Linked DNA regions of Sus scrofa: region 1 is linked to region 2. Evidence: chromatin contacts called from public HiChIP or PLAC-seq data. All regions are on one chromosome and are shown on one strand. The core of a region is the stretch at or near the end of the contact, and the rest is flanking DNA. Distances in the headings are between cores, read along the strand shown. Region 1 has its middle 190 kb from the start of SNX18. Region 2 has its middle 110 kb from the start of SNX18.

Region 1 (4,870 bases), core at 1,403-3,902, 76 kb after region 2:
GGTTCTGGGGATTAGGTGTGGATGTCTTTGGGGGAGGGGCCATTATTCTGTCTACCACACTATCATTATGTTTATTTTACAAATGATGAAACTGAGGCACATAGATACTAAATTCATGTTAAGTTTGCACAACTAATGCATGTTAGAGCTGAGTTTTGAACCCATGCTGTTTAGAACAAGAACCTATGCTACATCAAGGCTTGAATGACTGGGAGTTAAGAACAAATCAGGAGGAAAAAAAAAAAGGTTAAAAGTAGCAGAGGCAAAAAATCAGCTTTTGGCAGAGGCTGTAAGTATGTGGACTGCATTCCTGTTGAAGGCTTATCTCTAATATTTTTAAAGACTTGGATAACAGAACCAAAGCAACATCCTTTTGTTGTTGTGGAAGTGGCTTAAATCACTTAGAGGCCTTTCATGATGACAAGCATATGGGTTCCAGGAAAACTGATCAACTACGGGTCTGTTTGAAATTGATAAAAATCCCTGACCCCATTGAATCGGAGACAGAGGGATATATCCTTTGCAGCTTTCCTGACTCATCACTTTGGTGGAGCCTTTGTTTCAGAGCTGGGAAAAAATTAAGGAAGGATGTTCTGGATGTGACAGAAAGAAAACTGGACTGGCAGCCTGGTCCTCTAGGTTCTCACCTGCCACTGACTAGCTGGGTTATCATCACCTCCCTGAAGCCCAGTTTTCTATTTGAAATTAATATATGTTTAAACATTTAGAAACTTTTGATTGTGAACATTTTCAAACACATGTAGCAATAGAAAGGATAGTAGGATAAGCACATATACACTCAGCAGTAGTTATTTAATAGTTAACACCAATAGTATTTAATAGTTAACATTTTTTTTTCTGAATCTGTTTAACTATATATGTATATACACGTGTGTATTTGTGTGTGTATACATATTTACATATTTAATTTTAAAAACTGTTTTTTCTGAACCACTTAAAAATAAGTTACAAATATCATGACATTTCACTCCTAAATACTTTAGCATTCATCTCCTAATATTGAGGACATAACTGTAGTATATCACCATACCTAAGGAAATGAATAATTTCCTTAAGATTATCTAATATCCAGTCCAGATTCAAATTCCCCCATTGTCCCTGAAATATCCTTATAACTAATTTTTTAAAACCAGGATTCAACCAAAATTCATGTTGGGGGTCTCCTTTAATCTATAACATGCTTTTTAATTATTTTTATTTTCCTGATACATTCTGATCACTGACAGGGGTTAACTCTAATAAGGATTCTAAATGAGGGAAGAACGGGGCCACCCTAGATTATGCAGGAGGATCTCTTCAAGAGTAGAGGAGGAGTTCCCGTCGTGGCACAGTGGTTAACGGATCCGACTAGGAACCATGAGGTTGCGGGATTGATCCCTGGCCTTGCTCAGTGGGTTAAGGATCCAGTGTTGCCGTGAGCTGTGGTGTAGGTTGCAGACACGGCTTGGATCCCGCATTGCTGTGGCTCTGGCGTAGGCCGGTGGCTATGGCTCCCATTAGGCCCCTAACCTGGGAACCTCCATATGCCGTGGGAGCGGCCCTAGAAAAAGCAAAAAGACAAAAAAAAAAAAAAAAAAAAAAAAGTGTATAGGAGAACTGAGACTTGGGCTACCTAGGACCCAGTCTGGGCTTGGGGCAACCTGCCAGAAGCACTGTTGGCCTAGGTCAGTTCCAGGAACCAGAAGGGGACTTAACAAATTTGACACAAGGACACTTCAAGACAAGATGACCCTTGATGTGTGAGGAAAGGGGCCTTGCTTGCCCAGATCAAAGACAGTGCTGGAGGTGTGGGTGGGATATCGAGAGAAATGTCACTGTAAGTTGGAGAAGCATTAAGTAGTATGGATATAGTTAACATATCCAGGGGCTGTTTTCTAAAATACCACCTTAACCGAGGCATACCCCATCCTAAGACCCTTCTCGGTCCCCTTCACTCATTCAACAGGTATTTATTAAGAACCAAATTTGTGCCAAGCACTGTTCTAGGCACCATTTTAGCCAAAAATACCTACCCTCATAAAACTCACATTCTAAGGGAAAGATAGACAACTATATATATGTATGTATATGTATATATGTATATGTATATATATAATACACATACACATTTTCCAGTGAAAAGTAGTAAGGAGAAAAAAATGTGTGGTGGGTGTGAAAGGTAGGAAGTATCAAGGTGGGAGTGACAGGTTATGATTTTTGATAGCACGTTACTAGTTGCTGAATAACAAATCACACCAACATTAGTGGTTTAAAACAACATTTATCGTCACAGTTTCTATGGCTCAGGAATCCAGGCATAGTTTGGCTGTGTCCTCTGGCTCAGGCTCTCAAGACTGTCATGGAAGTGTTGGCAGGGGCTGCAGTCATCAGGGCTTGGATGGGGGAGGAGTCACTTCCAAGATCAATCACATGGTTATTGGCAAAGTTTTGGTTTCTTGCAGATTGCTGGACTAAAGGCCTTAGCTCCTTATTGGCTAGAAGTCTCCCTTGTAGCCTTGCCACATCACCCTCTCCATAGAGAGCTCAAAACAGGGAGCTGACTTCCATCAGAGTGGACAGTGAGAGGACCAGAGAGGCTCAGCAAGGAAGCCCAGATGATGTATGACCTGATTGCGGAAGTGGCACCCTATCCTTCCTGTATTCTATTCCTTAGAAATGAGTCATTAGGCCCAGCCCACACTCAAAGTCAGGGGGTGATACAAGGGCATGAAGACTAGGGGATGAGCATCACTGGAGCCATCTGAGAGGCTGCTTATCTCTAGACAGGTGGCCATTGGAGGTCACACTGAGGTGACATTTGAATAAAGATATGCAGCAAGAGAGATGGAGCCATATCTGGAGGAAGTGCATTCTAGGCGGAGGGGACAGAACATGTACAGTCTTCAGGCAGGAGCAGGGCTAGAATAATCTCCCTGTAAAAATCAACTGGATGGTCTCCAAAGTTCCTCCTGAGTTTAACATATTTTGATCCCAAATGCACTAAACAGTAAGATCTCTGAATCCAGTGAACATATGCCATCTCCCATGTGTCCAGCTCTGTGCAAGGCCAAGAGTACCAGCAATCTTGAGCTCAACAAATCACAAATAAAAGGAAAGCTTATCAGGCCTGCGCATAGACCCTTAAAGCTCTGTTTTTTAGAGGGTGGTCTGTGATTTTGATTATCCCATGGTTTGATTTTCTTTAAACTAAGAAACTGTGTGGAAACAAAGATGCTCTCAATCTATCAGCAGTTTTTAACTTGGAGTCTGTGCATAAAATTCAGGGTGTAGGAACTCAGATGAGAAAAATTTATCTCTCTATTTTTACTAAGCTCTAACTTAAATTTAAAGTAGGTGCATAAAATTCAGGGTGTAGGAACTCAGATGAGAAAAATTTACATCTCTATTTTTACTCAGTTTTAATTTAAATTTAGCATGTCCTTCCTTTTGAGCATTGGTGTGGTAAGCAGGCTTCCACATGGCCTCCTTGACCTCATTCCTGTGCAGTCTCCTTCCACTTTGTGTCAGGGTCAGTCTGTGTGATCAATAGGATACAGAAGTGACAGCATGCCACTTCTGAGATTAGGTTATAAAAGACTGCAGCTTCATCTTGGGTGCTTGCTCTTTCTCCATCACTTACTCTGAGGGGAGCCAGCTGCCCTGACTTCAGTTCAGGTGACAAGGAACTGAGGCACCAAGCCAAGAGCCATTGAGAACTAGTCACATGAGTGATCCTGGAAGTGGATTCTCCAGACTTTAGATGATATAGCCGAAGCCCATAGCTTGACTGCAGTCACACGGGAGACTGAGTAGAAACATCCAAAATCTCCTCCTGGATACCTGACCTTCAGAAACTGAGTGCAATGATATCTGCTATTTGTAAATTGCTAAGTTGCATTCTGTAGCAACAGATAACTAATTCAGTAGGCAGCAAACACAGTAGTATTAGCAGGACCTGGAATTTTTGTCTTCAATAGAGATCACTGTTACTTTTATATCAAATAAAACAGTTATTGCAGAGAGAGACTCAAAATATCATCACTACTATAAAATTATAGAACATGTTTTTTAATATATTAATAAGGAAGCATGTATATTGTCTTATTACAATTCAATATTTTGATAATTGAATTTCAATATAATTGATGTCCTTTATAATCCTATATGTGTATTTCAATTTTTTTCTTTTTTGGGATTTTTTTTTTTTTTTTTTTTGGTTGCACCCATGTCATATGGAAGTTCTCCGGCCAGGGATCAAACCTACACCATGGCAGCAACATGAGCCGCTGCAATGACAACATCTTTAACCCGCTGGGCCACAAGAGAAATCCTAATTTTTGGCATTTAAAAAATTTTCTTCTGAGAAAGGGTTAATAGGCTTCACCAGACAGCCAAAGAGCATAAAAAGTTTAAAGATCCTGGATTTGGGAGTTTGGTTTCTCCCTGTTGATGTACAGGGAAACTAAAAACACTTCCTACAGGTACAAGTAAGTTCTGCATGGCCAAGATAATACGACAGGATCTTTCAGGTGCCCAGCCAGCTGTCTGCCGTAAGACACAGGATGTGCATGGTTGGCCAGGCTGGCCTGCTGGAGCCATAATTGGGCCCAAGGGAGGAACAAGCTTCTGCAGCAAGCCTGGACTCCTCTACCACCAGGAGCTCCTCCTGCCATGATTTGCATCAGACGCCTTCCTCCCCTTTTCATCTAGTCTCAGAAATCACTTTTAATTGGCTGCCAAACCTGAAGCATGCACAGCACAGCAGAATGTAGTCACTGTACTGACAGCCATGCAAGAGTCAGCACAAAGCACCCAGTGCTGAGGGGCAGGAGGCCAGGCACAGCAGAGGAGCCAGAGGAGTGAGCTGAAT
Region 2 (5,264 bases), core at 2,616-5,115:
AAAAAAAAAGCCCAAACCAAACTAAGCTTTACATATTAATTTTATTCCACAGAGGAAGTAGCAAATGTATGGTGAGCTGATTCTTCCCAACTTTCTTCAAGTTTTAGAGACAAGAGTGATGATGGCTTCAGTCAAGAAGGGAATTCAGGGAGCATACAAGGCAGAACTTGTCACAAAGATAACTGACTTTTCATGTGTACCAGGACAGGGTAACAGGATGATCTCTTCAGGAATGGGGTACAGTCCAGAGGTTAAGGCCATGGGTGACTAAGAAGAGATCTATGATAATTTCATCTGACTCACAGAAGAGGCTACTATATCTCCCTGGAATCCATTTCCCCATCTTCCTTACTAAAGGAACTGACTCAAATCAATGTTATCGGCAGTGTACTCTGCAGGAAAACCACATTTTCAATCCTTCACTTACATAGGTGACTGACTACATTTTGGCCAGTAAGATGTAGGTGAATGTGGTATTGTGATTTATATTAAGAAATATGCATTTGGTTTTCATCCCCGTTTCTGGCACAGAGCTCCTAAAATCCTTGAAATTTCATAAGTGCTAAAGGTGTCTTGATATCCATAGCAAACTCCTTTCAATGAGGAGGAGTTTATGCTAATGAGGTAAATTTTGGACCAACCTAAGCATGGAGGCTGGCTGCAGGGGAACCAGCTCTGTGATTAGAGGGATGGAATTTTCAGTTCCATCCCTAACCTCAGGGGAGGGGAGAATTGCTGGGAGTTTGATTGCCGACGGCTAAAGATTTAATCAATTACGCTATGTAAATGAAACTTCCATAAAAATCCAGAAGAATGGGGTTTGGAGAGCTTCTGAGCTGGTGAATACATGGAGGTACTGGGAGAGGGGTGCAATCAGAGAGGGCATGTAAGCACCCAGCCCCTTTCACCCACACATTGCCCTACGCATATCTTCCATGTGGCTGTTTCTGAGTGATATTCTTTGTAATAAACTGGTAATCTAGCTAGTAAATTGGTTTCCTAACTGTAAGCTATTCTAGAAAATTAATTGAGGAGGAGGTTGGAGGATCCTCCGATTTATAACCAGTTTTTCAGAAGCACAGATGACAATCTGGACTTGTGGTTGAGGTTTGAAGTGGGGGGGGGGCAGTCTTACAGGATTGAGCCCTTAGCCTCTGGAATTGGATGCTATTCCAGGTAGATAGTGTCAGAGCTGAGTTAAATTGTAGGACGCCCAGCTAGTGCTGCAGAATTGCTTGGTGTGGGAGAAAAAAATCTCATACATCTTACCTCAACCCTTCTGGTGTCAGAAGCGTTGTGAGTGTGGCAATAGGGTAAGAGTAAAGGAGAAACAAAAGGTAGGAGAAGTATGTTTTTCCAATACAGTGAAGATTATTGAGTGAGGCTTTTCCTAAAAATTCAGGTAGATGGTCTGACCCAGCCATGCACCCCGTTAGCCCTTGGTGCTTCCTCTTCTCTCCTGTCTATAGCATTAATGTGATGGCCAGAGTGGTTATCATGGGACAAGAGGAGACCTTGAGGTGATAAAGCATACCTGGGATAGTAAAGCTGAAATACAGAAGAAATTTGAGCCCCTGATAACACAGAAGAACCTCAAAAGCAGCCTAAACTGCTCATCTCTGGACTTAACTTTCAGAAGAGAACAGTAAATTCTGCCTGGGTCAACTCACTGTTATCTTGGGGGCCAAGAGCATTGGCATCATCTGGGAGCTTGTTAGAAAAGTAGACTCTCAGGCTTTTCCCCAGTCCAATTCAATAAGGATCTGCACTTAACAAGATCCCTCCATGTTTTTCATGCACACTAAAGTTAGAGAAGCATGTGTTTAGATGTAATTGTATTTGTACCCCAGTTTCTCTGTTTACAAGAGATGTAAGAATAATGCATCCTATTTACTAGTACTAAAACATATTGAGAACTACGTAATAATAGCGTAGAACAACTTAAGGGACCTGAGTTCTTTGTATGCAAAAAAAAGGAAGCTTTTGTATAAATTAGTTAATTCATGTTCCAGCCACTATGCTTGGCATCAGAGATATAAAAGACACAGTGGCTCTCAAATTCATAGTCTAATGAGGGAGATGTGTAAGCATGGTATTACAGTAACTGTTTACATGCATCAAGAAAGAAATGCTCAGGGGTTTTGGGAAAACAGATGAGGAATCCTGGGCTTCACTCCTGGGCTATGGAGCAGGTTAGAGAAAACCTGGAGCAGATGTCACCAGAGTAGTTATGGACTATCTTGCTGCAGAGGCCACCTCTGTGGGCTTAAGTCAGCTTATCAACCTTGCCAAAGGAAGAGATGATGCTTGGAAAAACAGATTCCAGCGTTAACATCTTTGCTTCATGTCAGTTTTAGTTTCTTGGTTCATAATATGGGCCCTTTGAGACCACTTTACAGATTGAGGAAAATGCAGATGCTGAATAGTGTGTATATTTCAAGAGACTCAGTGTAGGTGACCGATGAAGCCTATATAAGGGTTTAGAGTTCTCTGAACTTCTCAATTTTGTCAACACAGGGTTTTGAATTTTTCTTTTTCTTTTCTTTTTTTTTTTTTTTTTTTTTTTTTTGTCTTTTTAGTGCCACACCCACAGCATATGGAAGTTTCAAGACTACGGGTAGAATCAGAGCCACAGCAACTCGGGATCTGAGCCGCATCTGCAACCTAACCTACACCACAGCTCATGGCAACACTGGATCCTTAGCCCACTGAGCAATGCCAGGGATGGAACCCATATCCTCATGGATACTAATTGGGTTCATTAGCAGCTGAGCCACAATGGGAACTCCTGAATTCCGTCATTGATTGGCTATTTCTCTTCATTTGTTCTCTCTGAATAACCTGAAGTTGGAAATCCTTTCAACAGATATTTAGACTACATTTTCTCCTTCTCTCTATATTTCTATTTGATTTTCTTCAGTTCATTATATTATAAAAATGAAATCACGTTTTTGGATATTTGTGGTTTGGCTGACTGGCTGGGAAACTGTTTTCTGGCATTTATTAATACTTTTTTCTTTCCATTTAAAGAACATTTACTGGATTTGGTACTTGAAGAAAGAAAATGCCAAATTAAGAAATGGGAGGGAGAATAAATGTCTTGTGCAAGCAAAAACCCAGAAAGATTTTTTTTTCTTCCCAGTTTTTATGGATTTGACAGTATTGGGAATGGGAACATTGTTTCTAACAAAATTCAAATTTTTATTTCTCTCTCCAAGGGATATAGCTTTAATTTTTTTTTTCCTTCTTTTTTCCTGCTGCTTTTCTTAAATAGTTTTCTAGGGTCTGATTTTTCTTCTTCCTTAAACTAGACTAAAATAGCCTTTTTGGTGAATACCATCATGGAAGTGAAACAGACAAAGACTCAGCTTGCCTCATACTCGTGATCCGTCTACTTCTCCAGACAGTGCCTGGGTCCACAGTTCACTGCTTCCCATTGCCCTGAGTTACGGCAACAAGGCGAAGACAAGGAGAGCCTTGGAATCTTTTTCTACCCTCCTCTCTTCTGAAGAATTCACAACTTAGCAAGTATTCAACCAGTGCTAACTACTGTATATTGCCAAGCATAACAGACCAACAATGCCTCCCTCAAACTGCAAACCCAGCAGAAAATGATGCAGCAAAAGCAATCGCCAATCTTTGGTTGCCTGCCACTCAAGTTCTTAATCCAAGCTATGTGATTACCTAAGTTCTAAGATGCTGCTGCCCTTTCCTGTGTCCAAAACAAGGCTTACAACTGCAATCCTCTCCACCCAGAATGTGTTATTTGGCTCTAACAAATGCAGGAGGAAGTGCCCTTCCCTGCACAGAAATCCAAACACAGGGCAAAACCACAGCTGGTTTTCAACAGGCCTCCTGTTGTGAGCCCTCCCAGCTGCGCTGCTGTTCTGAAAGTGAGCTGGGGACTAGGGGTTTGAAGCCATACCCTCTGCCTCTTCCTGAGGATGTCTCTAACGAGGATCTTGAGATCATTAGTCATGAGCTGGAGATTTACCAGCATAGCTCACTGAACCAGGTCATGCTTTGTCAGATGTAAAATACTGATGTTCCAACACATGGCTTGTTTGCAAATTGTGCCTTAAATATATACACTCATAATATTTAAAAATATAGTGCTCTGAAGTAATGCTTCACTTATGGCTTTATTTACTCAATAATCATTTATTACATGCCTAATATGTGCCAGGTTCTGTGCTAGGTGTAGCAGTTATGAGGCAGAAAAGAGATGGCATTGCCCTGAGTGGGCTAAGGGTTCAAATCTCTGTCTCATCTGCTTCCACTAAACCACAAGTTCAGTAAGTGGCTGCCAGTATGTATGGAGTACAGGGGGAGGCAAGAGGGAGCAGTAGACTTCACTTAGGCAGGGGGTGTTATAGCTAGCACATAAGTATCTTTTCATAAATTTGAGCCTTATCCTCTGGGCTTATGTAGTTACTACACCAGCACAAGGGACTGGGTGAGTGGATTGTGGGCTGGATTTACCCCACACTTACCTCTGCCCTGATCAGGACAGTTTTCTTTGAGGCTTGGTACTTGAACTCAGTCTTAAAAGGAATGGAGGTGTCCACTGAGAGAATAGGTGTAACAGAGCATGCCAGGAGGAGGGAACTATGGAGCAAAGGTAAAGAGATATGACACTACCTGGCACAGTCTAGGAACTATAAGCAGTTGAACTTGGAAGGACCAGGAATGAAAAAAAAAGGAGAGGTAGGCAGAAGCCTGGTTGTAGCTGACTCTGTGTTCCAAACTAAGAAGCAAATTCTTCATTCTGAAGGTTGTGGAGCAACATTGAGGGGGTTCCCAGAAAATGAGTGATGTGATCATATTACTCATCTTCACAGCAGCATTGAAGTGGGTGATAGGGGTTGAAAACAGGGGTAGGAGGCTGTGAAATAGTCCAGGTGAAGAAGAATGAGTTTTAACTTTCAATAGGCAACAGGGATAGAGAGGTGAGATTAAATATGAGAGAAAAGAAGGTTGCAGAATCTGCAGAACATGGAGTCTGGTTAAATCCTGGAAGATGAAGGAGATTCAGGTGTTGAGGAAGAATAGCTCATAGCTCCCAGGCATCTTGTTTGGGAGCCTAGATGGTACTGCTACTTCTCACTTAAGAGGGAGGCAGAGGAGGGGGAAACTTAATAGGTACTCTCAGAGGAAGAATGCTGGGTGCTGTTGCTGTTTTGGCAGCAGTGACGGGTGTGGCAATGTGCAGTGCAGAGGAGCTTGTCAGTCCCCACGTCGTGTCACAGATGACTAAGGAGTTT

Evidence for each region. HiChIP or PLAC-seq counts read pairs in DNA pulled down with a chosen protein or histone mark.
Region 1: an H3K27ac HiChIP or PLAC-seq map of alveolar macrophages shows a contact between it and region 2. The contact joins two enhancer-like sites. A contact is called at or near these places in 2 of 47 Hi-C or Micro-C datasets (embryonic fibroblasts and epiblast stem cells) and 1 of 2 datasets of contacts at active chromatin or transcription factors (alveolar macrophages).

The regions. Positions count from the first base shown.
Region 1 is chr16:33,962,854-33,967,723 of Sscrofa11.1, forward strand. No RefSeq gene overlaps it. Among named protein-coding and RNA genes, the nearest start is that of SNX18, 190 kb to the left of the region's middle. Within about 2 kb of position 2,653, at least 4 of the 83 cell types and tissues checked have an H3K27ac peak or open chromatin away from gene starts, as enhancers often do. A contact at or near this core is called in alveolar macrophages, where this site is marked.
Region 2 is chr16:33,885,211-33,890,474 of Sscrofa11.1, forward strand. No RefSeq gene overlaps it. Among named protein-coding and RNA genes, the nearest start is that of SNX18, 110 kb to the left of the region's middle. Within about 2 kb of position 3,866, at least 26 of the 83 cell types and tissues checked have an H3K27ac peak or open chromatin away from gene starts, as enhancers often do. A contact at or near this core is called in alveolar macrophages, where this site is marked.